Regions from separate parts of the Sus scrofa genome. Here region 2 is linked to region 1. Evidence: chromatin contacts called from public HiChIP or PLAC-seq data. All regions are on one chromosome and are shown on one strand. Each heading gives the region's core, a stretch centred on a gene start, on an enhancer-like site or on the middle of the called end of the contact. The rest is flanking DNA. Distances are from core to core; before and after follow the strand shown. Region 1 overlaps KLF12 (Kruppel like factor 12). Region 2 has its middle 66 kb from the start of KLF12.

What was found. HiChIP or PLAC-seq counts read pairs in DNA pulled down with a chosen protein or histone mark.
Region 2: a contact with region 1 is called in an H3K27ac HiChIP or PLAC-seq map of skeletal muscle, with 2.5 times the contacts expected there. The contact joins two enhancer-like sites. A contact is called at or near these places in 2 of 47 Hi-C or Micro-C datasets (embryonic fibroblasts and fetal skeletal muscle) and 1 of 2 datasets of contacts at active chromatin or transcription factors (skeletal muscle).

The regions. Positions count from the first base shown.
Region 1 is chr11:46,062,534-46,070,366 of Sscrofa11.1, reverse strand. It overlaps KLF12 (Kruppel like factor 12), which reads left to right. Exons shown (of 7, transcript NM_001134347.2): 5 at 1,125-1,187. Among named protein-coding and RNA genes, the nearest start is that of KLF12, 240 kb to the left of the region's middle. Within about 2 kb of position 3,071, at least 1 of the 83 cell types and tissues checked has an H3K27ac peak or open chromatin away from gene starts, as enhancers often do. A contact at or near this core is called in skeletal muscle, where this site is marked.
Region 2 is chr11:46,369,948-46,377,780 of Sscrofa11.1, reverse strand. It overlaps a transcript of KLF12 not described here. Among named protein-coding and RNA genes, the nearest start is that of KLF12, 66 kb to the right of the region's middle. Within about 2 kb of position 4,925, at least 7 of the 83 cell types and tissues checked have an H3K27ac peak or open chromatin away from gene starts, as enhancers often do. A contact at or near this core is called in skeletal muscle, where this site is marked.

The sequences.
Region 1 (7,833 bases), core at 1,822-4,321:
ATGCCAACTCATCTCTGTACCATTTCTGGTGATGAGTTGTGCTTTGATCTCCTCCTCTTCCTGGTATGGGAGGGCGAACACCTTTACAAATGAAAATATCCTTAGCAAAACTTAAGTTTATGCCCTGCTGTTAGGTATATAAAGGGAACGTAGAGGCGTTCCCTGGTGGTGCAGCGGGTTAAGGATCCAGCGTTGTCACTGTGGTGCTGTGGATTCGATCCCTGGTCTGAGAACTTCCATGTGTTATGAACATGGCAAAAAAATATAAAATAAAAAATAAAGGGAAGGTAGGCAGCTTTCTGTGCCTGCAGTTTCTCAGTTGCTTTCCAATTGAAATAATCCTTATGCCAAAGGAGTGTACTTTGGGGTGGCTTATCCTGATCCCCTTCGTTATCTTGCTTTTTAGGGCTTTAAATCTACAGGTCGACTGAGGAAGTGTGTACTTAGACTGTCTCCTTTGTCCTCCTTGTGAGAACAGATAGCAGAAAAGGTTTATTCAGGGCCAACACCAGACCTTACATTACATTTTTTTTTTTTTTTTTTAGGGCTGCGCCTGCAGTATATGGAAGGTCCCAGGCTAAGGGTTAAATCGGAGCTGCAGCTGCCAGCCTGTGCCACAGCCACAGCAACACCAGATCCAAGCTGTGACCTACACCAAGCTCATGGCAATGCGGTATCCTTAACCCACTGATCGAGGCCAGGGATCGAACTCACATCTTCATGGATACTCAACAGGTTTTTAACCCGCTGAGCCACAGTGGGAACTCCAGCATTACTTTTATGTGCTCTTAAACCTGGCAAGGACTACATAGGCAACAGAAACTTTTTGTTGGCCTGAATGCATGAATTAACTTATTAAAACTGGTGGTCCTGCTTTTGGGGATCTTCACAGCGAACTTTGTGACAAATGCTGGTTATGGTGAAAGTGGTGGAACAGGAAAGAGAGGCTTTTGGTCTGCAGGTATTTAACTGCATCCATTTCCCAAGAGGTGATCAAGTTCCAGGGCATCTTATATGATGCAAATCTAAAGGAGACCATGTATCAGCCAGATCCCTTTGTATTCGTTCATTTATCATCAGGAATATGCTCTTGTAATGACTGGATTACTCTCATCTACCTGTAGGGTACATCCGTCCCCAGTGTCCAGGGTCCGGGGAAATCGAATGAATAATCAGAAGTTTGCTTGGTGAGTATACAGTTTAAGTTATGAGAATTTGTAAGTCTTATGGAAAATGTTAATAGGCTGTGTTAAAAGAGAATTGTTCTTGATTCTCTGTAGAGATTACATTTCTACTGACTAATTACCTTATCTCCCTTTCCTTTGGAAAGTCCTAAACAGACATCAAGAGTCCATTTCCAGCCAAACGTCTTCACTTACCAAAAACTGAGCATAACATTTTTTCCCTAACAGATATGGCTTGTTTCCCAGGATTATTAACTATTATATTTTTAAACAATGTTTCCCATTTTTGAAGATACTATAATTTTTTTTGGTGAGATTTAGACAACATTTCAGAGTTTTCTCAGGGACTAACTTCTATTTCTCATGAAGATTTTCATAGTAAATTAATCTATTATACTAATTTTGATGAGTACTATTTAGATGACTTGTTCTGACCTAAGCCTTAAATAACGAGGGATTTGGGGTTTTGTTTTTGCTTTTGCTTTTCAGGGCCACACATGTGGCATATGGAAGTTCCCAGACTAGGGGTCGAATCTGAGGTTGCAGCTGCTGGCCTGCGCCACAGCTCACAGCAATGCCGGATCCTTAACCCACTGAGTGAGGCCAAGGATCAAACCTGCATCCTCATGGATCCTAGTGGGGTTTGTAACCTGCTGAACCGCAAAGGGAACTCCCAGATTTGTGTTTTAATTTGGGGAGATATGAAGATCTCTCCCTGACTGGTTCTGGGACAGAAATAGGGGTGGAACTTACCAGAAATGATCTGAAAAATTACTTCAACTGTAGAGCGTTGACTACTGATTCTTTAAAGATGGGAATTCAAGTGTTTCACAAATGTTTCAAAGGAAACAAAAAGTAAAAGTAAATGTAGTTTTGAAATCCATGTTTGTTTACATTACTCCGTTCCACAAAATTAACCTTCCTTGGAAGATACCTTTAGTGTATCTTCAAAAAAAGGAAGGAAGGGAGGGAGGGTGGATGGAGGGAAAAGGAAAAAAAAAAAAGAGGGAGTTCCCGTTGTGGCACAGCGGAAACAAATCCAACCAGGAACCATGAGGTTGCAGGTTCCATCCCTGGCCTCACTCAGTGGGTTAAGGATCCGTCGTTGCCGTGAGCTGTGGTGTAGATCGCCGATGTGGCTCGGATCCTGCGTTGCTGTGGCTGTGGCGTAGGCTGGCAACTGTAGCTCCGATTGCACCCCTAGCCTGGGAACCTCCATATGCCTCTTTTTAGGGTGTGGCCCTAAAAAGACAAAAGACAAAAAAAAAAAAAAAAAAAAAGAACCGTGTAGTGTCATACTTCAAAGGTGAATAAAAATTCACAGGTCTCTATTCTAACTTCAATGATTCACACTTAGAATGGGATTTTGATTAAAAACTATGCCTTTTTTTTTTTTTAAAGTATGGGAAGATGATTACCAAAGATTGAGCTTCCAAATTAATTTTATTCCTACATCAGGATTATTTTTAGACACAAAATAATGATTCTTTGGATTTGAATAGTGCCTAATCAGCTCGCCTCCCTTCCCCCATTAAATCTAATTAACCCTCACAATAGCTTGGGGATGTTGTTAAATATTATGCTTTTCTTTTTCATGGAGGGGGACGTGGAGCACCCAGGGAGCAGCCACTCGCTTACACACATGTCTAAAAGCTGGGCCATCTCTCATGGTTTCTCACAGTCGCTAAAGCATATTGTCCCCCATCCAACCTGGAAAGCTCGGGGGATGATAACGTGGATGGCTAGGACATCAAAGGAGAGGGAGAACTCAGGTTGCTTTGGACATCATGGAATTGATATTCCTTCTCAGTCCAAGGCGTGTTGTGCTCAAGAAACTTCCAGAGACCATGACACGCTCAAGTGGGTGGCATAGCTCACAGATTGAGTACCACGTGCTCAGAATCGAGATCCAGTTTCTACAGCTCATTGCTCCGTGCCTGTTTGTGGAACACCAAGTACAGGACGACACAGTTTTTTTTTCCTCACTTGTCCTTCCTAGAGCATTAGAGCAACAAGGCTTTGTTCCTCCAGGATTCATGGCACGTTATTTGGTTGGTAAATTTAAACTCCGTTTATCTTCAGAGAAGGAATCCATGAAAAACAAAAAATCTCTACTATGGGCCTTGAGAAAATTCAGCTTTTATTTATTCAACATGTATTTACCTTCCCAGGCCCTGTGAAAAGCACTAGATTAGAAAGAGAAATAAAACATGGTTTCTGTCCACATGGGACTCTCTGTCTCGGAGCAGGGTGTGTGTGTGTGTGTGTGTGTGTGTGTGTGATATGTCACACGTGTAATATACATATTATATGATATCATACAAATAATATAGAATAAAATGTGGAACACCCTCTGAGAGAGATGTAGTAGAATGTTCAGAGGAGAAACTATCAACTCTATTTAAGACTAGTTTGGGAGTGGGCAGTAGAAATTGGGAAGCCTATGAAGGAAGGAAGATTTTTCAGAAGACCATCCCCAAGGAGGTTTTTGGGTAAAGACCCAGAATGAAAAGGAAAAGCAGGGAGTGCCCATTATGATTCAGTGGGTTGAAGAACCTGCCCTCATGTCTCTGAGGATGCGGGTTCGATCCCTGGCCTCGCTCAGTGGGGTCAGGATCTGGCGTTGCCACAAACAGTGGCGTAGGTCACAGTCGAGCCTTAGATCTCATGTTGCTGTGGCTGTGGTGTAGACAGGCAGCTGCAGCTCCGATTTGACTTCTGTCTTGGGAACTCCCATGTGCTGCAGGGTTGACAAAGCGCTCCCTTTATGGACTCAAACATGTCCACAAAGACCTGGGACCTTTCTACATTAACTCTAGTAGGAGCACACATGGTTTTAATACACCTGCTTCATTTGGTCATGAGTTCGTTACAAATCCTATTGCCTATACTCCCTCGAACTTTTCTTAAGCAAATACTGTGAAACTGGTATATGGAATAAATCAGCCGGCTAGGAAGAAGCTCAGTAAATCACCCGGCCTCTACCTCTAGTGAAGTGATAAACACTTGCTAGTTCTTTGTGAAATATTGACTCTGAAAATCCAAAAGGTTTAAATACTCCTGCTAGCCATAGAGATGAAAGTGTTAGTTGTGCTCCCCAAAATAGAAGTTTGGGATCATTTATAGACCTAGATGCCAAGTTCAACACTTAGGTCTGGCTTGAGTTAGATGTGCAAACACTGTATGTGAGTGATGCTGGGTGATTCTGTGAAGCTAGCACGTGCTCTAGTCAGTTAAAAAATATTGTTCCTCACATAAACAATTACACCTCAGTCAAAGATGAAAAGGCTTGAGCGTCTAAGTTATGCCTAGGAGATGCATGACAATTGGTAGGTTTGTAAATGTCAAGGACATTTGAGCTTTCAAACCATGTTTACTATTGAGTTAAAGATGGCTGGAAATTTTAAGTCGTGTTTTTCTATGCATACTGTGCCTATGAGAGGTGGCATCCATTGGCCTCATGCCTGTGGCAGCATTTCCTCTGGAGCTCAAGAAATGTGTAGAAAAGAATGTCTCTTCAAGGCAAACAAACCTGCTGCAATGGAAAGAAATTGTGGTAGAAATGTACATAGCCAGGAAGGAGCTGAAAGCACCAGGATGTAGGGGATCCAATGACAGATGTTGGGGAAGAGCCAGGTCTGTTAAAACTGTCTGCTAACTCGCAGGGATTAAAGAATGGCAGAAAGAATTTCTTGCAGGACATATTAGCGCCCCAACAAAGAACACGAGATCATTGTCCAACTCATTGGGTATTCAGTTCATCAGAGGTAGCAATCCAGGCCAGACAGGAACTCTCTCCGTCGGAATGGCTCTCCCCTCACTGCCATCCTGCTCCAGGAATATTTGTTCATTTGTGCATTGAGGAAGCCTTTGAGGTTCAGCATGTGAACTGCATTCTCTGTGCCTTGTATCCTAGCTCTCCTCTTCCGCACCTTCCTTTGATACCGTATCCATGCAAATTATAACTATACAACCTTTTTGAGAGCATTTGCTATTCTTTTCTTGCATTTGATAATGATGGGGGGGAGGAGTATTTTGCCCCATTTGGGGCAAATGGGCAGAAAGGGGGCAAATCTTATTAAAGAATTGAATGTGCAGGAGTTTCTGCCGTGATGCAGCAGGATCGGCAGCGGCATCTTGGGAGTCTGGGAGTCTTAATCCCCAGCCTGGCACAGTGGGTTAAGAATCCAGCATTGCCCCAACTGTGGCTCAGATCTGCTCTCTGGCCTGGGAATCCCCTATGCCAGGGGACAGCCAAAAAAAAGAGTTGAATGTGCAAATAGCTTTTCTTCTTCCCAGTTCTTTTTACTTGAAGCTGTTGTATTCTGATATCAACCCCACGAGAGTCGATGTTTCCAAGGCATCTTCCAGAGCTTTTATTCCCAAGACTATTCTAGAGATCTGGAAGCTGTGTTTGGTATGGATGAGTAGGGTGGAACCAGAATAGGGAGGAGGGTGTGGGAAAGACCTCTGAACACTGAAGTTGATTTAAGGCTCCAGATGTTCCAGGATCACTGGGAGGATTCCAAAAATCTTCATGGAGTATATGCTTATTTTTAGCTTTTCACGTTCTTCTCTTCATTTCTCGTTCCACCTTGCTCCAGTCTGAAAGATTTCAAGGACCGGGGCGTGTATGGTTGTTTGATTAAAGCGACAGTAATAGTTGTACTGTTCATTCAAAACATAAATCTAGGGCGCTTATGTAAGGGAGGTATGTGTCACGTCATAGCGACTATGTGCCATTTATATGATGATGAAGAAAATGAGGCATTTTTTTAAAATAGGAATTGTCATCAATAAGATAGCATTAATTTTCTCTCACCACTAGTTTCAGTCATGATTCCTTTCTGATCAACATGCCTGACATGTTAGGTAGCTGTATACAAAAGAAGCTCCAGTTTTGACACCGTATCCATGCAAATTATGACACATTTTGGGTATGAATCACATTTCCCATTTGGAAGTGAAAAAGTTCCGTGTCACAAATTTTGGGAAGAGCGGGAAGAACCTTTTCGCACGTTGAGGTTTTATTGTTGGGTATGCCGTGCTACAGTGAACTTAAATATATGCTGAGAGTTGCAAATGTTGGACCGGACTTCATCCAGTCTTTTTCAAGGATATAAGTCCTGTGGATTTTTGTCATGAGAATAAGAACATTCCTTCTTATTTAAATGTTTTTGCCTTAATTGAGGAAGGCACTATCGTTGATGATATTGCAGTCAAATGCTCTACCATGGAGGTATACCCCCTAAAGTTGGTCTTGGAAATTTTTAGGAAGCTTATAGAGAACTAGCCCTTTAAGCGGGGGTGGGGCAGAATATTTCTGATGTTGCAGGGCCATAAAGGAACTAAAAACATCATCAAGTTCAGTTCCACCCCTCGTGTAACAAATGTAGACATGGAGATAGAAAGACAAAAGTGTGTTATGCGTCAGAAGGGGCTGTAAACCCAGGTCTCTGAGCTCCTGTCCAGTCATCTTTCTGCTCCGTGACAGTTGGTTACCTGTGGGCAGAACAAGAGACATGCTCAAGAGGAAACAAGATGGATGTTTAATTCAGTACAAGGGAAGCATAAAGCCTTTTTTTTTTTTTTTTTTTTTTTTGTCTTTTTGCCATTTCTTGGGCCACTCCATATGGAGGTTCCCAGGCTAGGGGTCGAATCAGAGCTATAGCCACTGGCCTACACCAGAGCCACAGCAACACGAGATCCAAGCCGCATCTGCAACCTATACCACAGCTCACAGCAACGCCGGATCCTTAACCCACTGAGCAAGGGCAGGGATCGAACCCGCAACCTCATGGTTCCTAGTCGGATTCGTTAACCACTGAGCCACAACAGGAACTCCGGGAAGCAGAAGGCTTTTGAATGGGAGTTCCCCGGAGATGGATGTGCTGAGAGGAGAGAAGGCAGAAGGAGGAGAGGCCTGATAAAGACTCTGCTCTCCATCTCAGGGTGTGGCAGGTGCTCCCTGCCAAAATGTTTTGCCATCATCTTACAGGTCCTTGCCCACTCATTACTGATAGATAATATTGACCATGTTAGTTTAATTTCTAGTGCATTTCACGGCTTCCTGACTTACAGGGCAAAAACTATGATACTGTGTCTAAACTTTCATATGTGAAAACTAGTTCCCAGAATGCCTGACCGGCCTTCCTGTTTTGTTTTGTTTTCAATCCATACATGCTGGCAAGGAAGTAACAGCAGGTTGCCTTTAGATGTTGTTTGGAAGCATGTTCTCGCCAGTGTTTGATAGCAGACTCAGAAAATGGACCACAATTTGTATCATCGTGAACCAGTTTGCAAGTTCAGTGTACACTGAATTACAGTGAAAAGAAGTACCTCCACAGTGTTGCTGCATTTCACGTCCCTCTACATTCATATCTTTTCTTATGTTCTAATCCAGTGGCGGCTGTGATATCCTTTGGCTACTTCCACCACCTCCTCAAATTTAGCTTGGAGACAATTATGTATGCTTTAAACGTGTGTGCTGTCTTTCACCGTCCCCTTCTTCATGACTTTTGGTCTGATTTTCTTACATTCTCAATTATCCAGAATCTTGGTAAGAACCCTCATGGCAAAAGCGTTTTACATTCCTGTTAATATCCGCTGATGTTTGTATCTCGTATTACTTCGGTTACAAATGAGAATG
Region 2 (7,833 bases), core at 3,676-6,175, 310 kb before region 1:
CAGTGAGTCTGTTTCAGTTTCGTAAATATGTTCATTTGTGTCATATCTTAGATTTATAGGCGCATCTTGACAGTTTCATGTGCTGAGCCATGGTGAGCTCTGCAAAGAAGACCAACCCCAAAGCAGAAGGGCCTGGTAATATCACTATGGAAAGTAGGTTAAAGGATCTTGACTGTGCCTACAGTTTGATTTTGAACTTTTCAGATGAGCTTCATATGTGCACAGTGATGTAGAGACCATGCCTACTGCAAGCCTCATTGCCTTCTGTTGCAAGAAAATACAGTTTACAAATATCCTTAGATACTTGGATGGCAAAGTAAATGCCTTGCTGTTGATTTATTATTGTGGCCTATCAGCGCTAGTATTGTGTATCTTTTTCTTCTAATAAATTGCTTTGTAGCCAGGGTTTTGCTTTTTAAAGACATGTAAGTGACTGGAATGGACTTTAGCAATAGAAGTCTAAATTTCCATTTTCCTTGATGCTAAGACTACAAGGCATTTTGGTGAGAGAGTAGAGGGCAGAATTTGACTTCCCAAAGCTTCAAGTGAACTTCTTTTGGTAGTTTCTTCCCACGTGATTTTTCTGGTGCTTTTTAAACATTCAGTAATGTTGTTGTTGGTTTGTTTTCTGGGGCATGAGAAGTTTTATTCACTGCTAGATGCTCTTGAGCCAGAAATTTAACTTCTCTTTCCCCTGCCCATAAGATATTAATTATTGGAATTATTCCTGACTTTTTTCATAGGGATGTCATGATGCTTTGGACTACATGTCCTGTTTAAATGCAAAGTACATTATGATAATGGGATTTTTATTATTTTCTTTAATGTCAAGTCTTCGCTCACTAATTTTTAATTAGGTTAGCTGTGTTGAAGATATTTATGCTCATGAGTCATTTTTATTTTAATTTTCTTTTCTTTTATTTATTTATTTATTTTTATCTTTTCTAGGGCCCCTCCCCCTTCATATGGAGGTTCCCAGGCTAGGGGGTGAATTGGAGCTGTAGCCACCGGCCTACACCAGAGCCACGGCAGTGCGGGATCCAAGCCGCATCTGCAACCAGATCCAGAGCAATGCCGGATCCTAGCCTTGTCTTCAACCTACACCACAGCTCATGGCAACGCCGGATCCTTAACCCACTGAGCAAGGCCAGGGATCGAACCCGCAACCTCATGGTCCATGGTCAGATTCGTTAACCACTGCGCCACGATGGGAACTCCCTTTCTTTTAATTTTATGGGCACACCTAGAGTATATGAAAATTCCTGGGCCAGGAATTGAACTCCGAGCCACAACTGTGAGCTGCTCCACAGCTGCAGGCAATGTCGGGATTGAACCCACACCTCCAGCAATCCGAGCTGCTTAGTTAGATTATTAATCTGATGCACAATGGTGGGAACCCCAGTCATTTTTCTTAATAAGATCATAGGTGTATTCCCTTTGTTTTTACTTTAGAAATGAGGAAAAAGCAGTTCTATGAAGAATAGGAAATACACTGTCCAGAGAATGAAAGCCTCTGAGTTAATGTAGTCAGTAAAATATGCAGGCATACAACTGTGTTCAGAACGCCAGAAAATTACATGAACAGGAAGGCAGCACAGCCATGAGAATGGCCCTGGGGTCTGATCTTGACATTGTCTCTCATAAGCTGTGTGCTCCCTGCTAAGTCGTGAGTTATTTTTTCATTTATAACATGATTCATTTGAGCTTGCCAATTCCCAAATTCCCTTGTGTTCGGTCATCTTAAAATCAAGCATCAGAGTTCCTGTTGTGGCTTAAGAACCAGACTAGTAACCATGAGGATATGGGTCTGATCCCTGGGTCAGTGGGTTAAGGATCTGGTGTTGCCCTAAGCTGTGGTGTAGGTTGAAGACAAGGCTAGGATCTGGCATTGCTCTGGCTGTGGTGTAGCCTGGCACCTGTAGCTCTGATTCGACCCCTAGCCTGGGAACTTCCCTATGCTGCAGGTGGGGCTGTAAAAAGACAAAAAACAAAACAAAACAAAACACCCCAAACCAAGTATCCACTTGCCCTGTCTTCTCTGCTTCTCCCTTCCGTGTCAGTTCTTGGATTTGGCCCTCTGCAAGGGAGCTGATGTAGACCTCAGTGAGCTGATTCTCTGTGGCATTTAAGTTGCTGATAAAAAAAAACTCCAGTTTGTAGTTCCCTGGTGGTGCAGAGGGTTAAGGGTCCTGTGCTGACACTGCTGTGACTTGGGTTGCGGCTGTGGCGTGGGTTTGATCCCTTGCCCTGGAATTTGCGCATTCCACAGGCACTGTTAAAAAAAAAAAAAAAAAAAAAAGGGCAAAAAGAAAAAACTCCAGCTTGTAATGACAGAGCCCTTATTAACTTTTCTTTTTTAAAATAATTCTGTATCATGTATAAATTATTTCTGGCCAAGGTGTCTAGAAGTTCAGTTGACCATCTGAGTTAGCTGATTTGATTTCTCTGTTTGAATTGTCCTAGCGGTTTGCCTAGCCTAATGGTTGTTGGGTTTTGCTTTTTAGGGCCTCACCTGTGGCAATTAGAAGTTCCCAGTCTAGGGGTTGAATTGGAGCTACAACTGTCAGCCTGTGCCACAGCCACATCAACGCGTGATCCGAGCCACATCTGCAACCTACACCACAGCTCACGGCAACACCAGATCCCCAACCCACTGAGTGAAGCCAGGGATCGAACCTGCATCCTCATGGATACTAGTTGGATTCATTTCCTCTGCACCAGGATGGGAACTCCCAGGGGTAGACTTTCAGTGCTTTGTTTTTAATCCCCTTTGCTCTAAGGATTTTGACACTGTGAATAGTCTGAAATGCTGGTGAAGATATTCTGGAGGAGTTTTGAATTTAATATATCTTAATCATATTTTTTAAAAATTGTCTTTTTAGGGCCACACCCTCAGCATATGGAGGTTCCTAGGCTAGGCATCAAATCGGAGCTGTAGCCACTGGCCTACACCACTGCCATAGCAACTCCAGATCCGAGCTGCATTTGCAACCATCACCACAGCTCACAGCAACGCTGGATCCTTAACCCACTGAGTGAGGCCAGGGATCGAACCCGCAAACTTATGGTTCCTAGTTGGATTCATTACCCACTGTGCCATGACGGGAGCTCCGACTGGAACTCCTTAATCATACTTTATATAATAGAATACATGGAGAAGTTTACCGAAGTTGGGATTTTATATAAAAAATACAACAAATTACTTTTCCAATTTATAACTAATGAATAAACCTGTAAATGTTCATAGCACTATTCTGTACGTGCTGGTCCCACGAAAGTGAGAGTCTGTCTCCAGTTTTTCAGTGACTGTGAGTCTCTTGGTCCCGGTCACCCTTCGCTGTGACCAGAGTCCAGACATGATGAAGGTTTTCTGCTTTTTCTTCCAGTCATCTTCCTTCTCAACAATGTACTCATGTCACTGTAAGCAGTATTTCTAGCACATTTTCTTGTCCAAGAAGGTTCACGCAGTACTTGCCGATTACAGGCCTTCCCTCTCCCCTTATTGAACATCTGCTGGGTGTGAAGTCCAGTTCCCGGGGAGGGAAATTCCAGCGTTTATAAAGCATTGTTCTGGCTGCTATGAAGCCAGAGGAGGTGGTATGTTGAATGGTGCACCGCTCTAGCCCTCTGCCTGCTGGAATTTGCATCCCGCTGAGCTGCTTCCTGAGCCTGTGACTTTGGCCAGGCTGTACCTTCTGTCCTTGTTTCCTCCTTGAGGGAACAGCATGCTAACCCTACCTTGTAGGGTTGTTGTGGGCCTTAAATGAATTAATATATAGAAGGGACTTAGTATAGTGCCTGACCCACAATAACCCCTATTATTATTATTATTATTATTATTATTATTATTATTATTGGTAGTGGTTGTACTGTTGGGAGAGGTAGATGGTATTTCTTTCCATTTTGATGCTTACAGTTTCATGAAAAGTTGAGAGTTCTATTACAAGGAATATGTATTAAGAGTAAATTATGTTTAGAATACAGCCAGCTTTTCACCACATGTGGCAAATGAAATTTTTCCCTGTGAGTCTTGTAGTTAGTAGAATTAGCTTAGATAATATGTTAAGTATACTTGGCTACGTACGTAATCCATCCTTAATTGCTTGAGCTATTTCAGTTTACAATAGCAAGTATGTGAAAATGCTCATTGTAAACATACGGGCCAAAACATAAACAAACTAGATAATAGAGTTTCCTGATACAATTGCTCTCTCCTCATTAGCTGTAAGTTAATGTGTATGAGCTTTTCTTTTCTTTTTTTGCTTTTAGGGCCGCACCTGTCATGTACGGAGGTTCCCCAGCTAGGGGGTCCAGTCGGAGCTATAGCTGCTGGCCTGTGCCACAGCCACAGCCACGCCAGATCTGAGCGACATCTGCATCCCACGTCACAGCTCACAGCGAGGCAGGATCCTTAACCCACTGATCGAGGCCAGGGATCGAACCCACAAGCTCATGGTTCCTGGCCAGATTCGTTTCTGCTGGGCCTTGATGGGAACGCCGGCATGAGCTTTTCTGATGAGTGCTGGTGTGGCTGTGATGTAGAGCACAGGGCAGCAGGGAAGACGCCAGAGATTTTGGAGGAAAGCAAGGCTGTGGATTGGCAGAGAAGAAGAGCAAAGGCAGAGTGGCCGAGAGGTGCAGTATTTCAGAAGTTCATGAGGCTGAAATGAGCAGATTTTATGCCAGGGAGAGGAAGCCAGGTGCTCTCCTGATTTTCCTCTCAGCTGCACTCATGGGAGAAAAGGACAGATGCCACGAGGGGTGACATTATCGAGAAGGGATTTACTCATGGCTCTGTGTGGCTTCCTCATGTCCAAAGGGCATTGCCTTTACAATTTAGAGAACTGGAATAGATACTTGCTTTGGGGAAAGAATTCTCCCATTTGAATGGCCTGTGATGGGATCCAGGCCAAGACTGTGGGGTGTGATGTTGGCCGGGGTGGATGGCCTGCTTCCTTGCCTGTTAACTCGATTCTCAGCTTTGATAAATGGACCCATTGTTATTTCCCATGGAGTGTCAGAAAACTGACTTTCAGTGGAAGAAGTCTTCTCAAGAGTGGGACCAGCAAAAAACTTAAAAAGCAACTTAGCCATCAATTAAAAAATATAATTCTCAGAATTATCTAGTGGGCAGCAGGTGGTTACCGGGGGACTGTGCATCCGTGATGTCCACACTTTTGATGCCAAAATTTTTGTTTTGGACTGTGGTCCAGTTTCTAGGTTTAAAAGCAATCTGACATTTACATTTATAGAATATTTTATAGTTTAATCCACAGTTACTCTAAGAAGAAGTTACAGTATCTTTCCCCCCCGCTTTTTTGTTTTTTTGCTTTTTAGGGCTACACCTATGGCATATAGAGGTTCCCAGGCTAGGGGTTGAATTGGAGTTGTAGCTGCCGGCCTGTGCCACAGCCACAGCCGTGCAGGATCTAAGCTGAGTCTGTGACCTAAACCACAGCTCACAGCAATGTCAGATCCTTAACCCACTGAGCAAGGCCAGGGATTGAACCTGAGTCCTCATGGATGCTGATTAGATTCGTTAACCACTGAGCCACAACAGGAACTCTCAGTATTTCCCTTTTTTATGCATAAGGAAAATGAGGGATAGAAGGTAAAATACATAATTTGGGAGTTCCTGTTGTGACACAGTGGAAACAAACCCTCATAGCATCCATGAGGATGTGGGTTTGATCCCTGGCCTTGCTCAGTGGGTCAGGGATCCGGTATTGCTGTGAGCTGTGGTGTAGGCAGGCAGCTGTAACTCTGATTTGACCCCTAGCCTGGGAGCTTCCATATGCTACAGGTGTGACCCTAATAAGCAAAAAAAAAAAAAAAAAAAAAACCCACAAAAAAAGCAAACCAAACCCCCCCAAAAGAAACAACCCCCCCCTCAAACCAACCAAATAAAAACAACATACTTTATTGTAGATGCTGTACCTAGAAGGCTTGGGAGCCAGACTGGGAATCCATGTCTTCTGATTCCAAATCTTTTTTTTTTTTTTTTTTTAAACTTAACACCACTCCCCCCCCCCCATTTCATCCCAATTCTCTCTGACTTCCTCTTTCTCTCTTTGGGGATGGGGTTTAATGGTGAGCCCTGGCGGTGTTTTTGATCCTCTGATGTAGACAGTTGAGTTGAGTCCATCATGCCTCGCGTCCCTTATTAGTACCCGGAAAGCGCCTTTCCTGTGGCACTCATTGCACTTCCTTTCTCTTCAATGCCCTCTCACACACCTCTTCTTGTCATGCCCTCCTCCTCACCACCAGCCAAGCATGCATTCCGATTGCTTGGAGTATGTCCCTGGATGTGCAAGAATCTTTGCAGAGTTGTCAGTGGTATTTATCAGTGAGTGTGGTTCATTTTTACAAATGGTTCCATGCCTAACACTCATTTCTCTTTCTTAGAGTTCTCACCCAACACTGTATTTGTAAATTGTATCTAATTTGCTGTTAGCTGACACTTTTGCATAGTATTCTATGACATTCACCTATTATGTTATGCTTTTCCACTCCCTAGTCTATACCTCAGATGCTTTCAACTCCCATTCGTACAGCGTTGCCTTAAGTATTTCCAAACACGTGTCTTTAAGAAGCGTGGTCAGAGTGAACATACTTAATGTCACTAATTGCTGCTATATTTTTATTTGTATTTTTTTCATAATGGCTGTCCTAGTTTAAACGATCACTAGCTGTGGGAAAAAGTTTCCCTTTTCCCAGATCACTCCACAAACTTGGTATTCTTCTTCTTTCTAGTTGTATACCATTCCGACAGGTATAAAGTCACAAGTCCTTATTTTGATGTGTATTTCCCTGATGTGTAGTGAGTTTTAACCTCTCTCCCACTCTCCCTCACTTGTTATACTATCCTTCGCCTTCATGGAACGTCCAACTCTCATTCCTTCTTACTGTTGAAATATCATTCTAGTTGGATGGGGATTGTGCCTGTCACTCCCCATATACCCCTTGCTCAGCACTGCCAGATTTCATCCTCCCAAAATTGTCTCCTGGATCCTCTGCTCAAAATCCCTTACATCGAGGGTTTAAAGTAGACTCTGCTTGTGTGGATGGCCCGCCCTCATCTGGCCCCACCGCCACAGGACGTTTGGTCCACAGTATATTTTTAGTCTTGGGTCTTACAGCTCCCGATGGCCCCTGACACATATTAGTTCTCCTCATTGTGCACTGCTCTTGCCCTGTGGCTTCTGTCAGAAATCGTCTCTTTGTTTTTTAGTTTGCATCAAAATTTTGTTTGCACATAGTTTAAACAGTCTGACTGACCAACACAGCTGGTTAAGAAGCAGCAGGAATTCTTTGCTTGTTTTCTTGGCCCTGGAACTACTAGGAACTGTTTCCTAGGTTCTTTTGCCTTCTAAACTTTGTATCTCTAAATAACTTGGGCACATTCCTTTTTCCTTTTTTTTTTTTTTTTTGTTTCCTAGAGTGTTGGCCCTTATCTACGGCCTTCCAAGTATATAATGCAGGATTTAGCTCTTTCCTACTCCCTTCTCCCACCCAGTCCACAGCTTTGCTGTCTGTCCGGTGTAGTTGTGTCAGCTTTGGTGAAGTCACTCTTAAGTGTTTCTGCAATGACACCAGTGGAGGCCCTGCTCAAAGCTGTGCCATGTGCAACATTTACGTTTCCTTTCTTGTAAACTTTATTGACTGATGTGTTTGTTTGCTGTGGGTTTTTAAATGTTTTAGTTTTTATTTATTTTTTTTTTGCTTTTTAGGGCCGCATCCAAGGCATTTGGAGGTTCCCAGGCTAGGGGTCCAATCAGAGCTGTAGCTGCCGGCCTACACCACAACCACAGCCACAGCCACTTGAGATCCGAG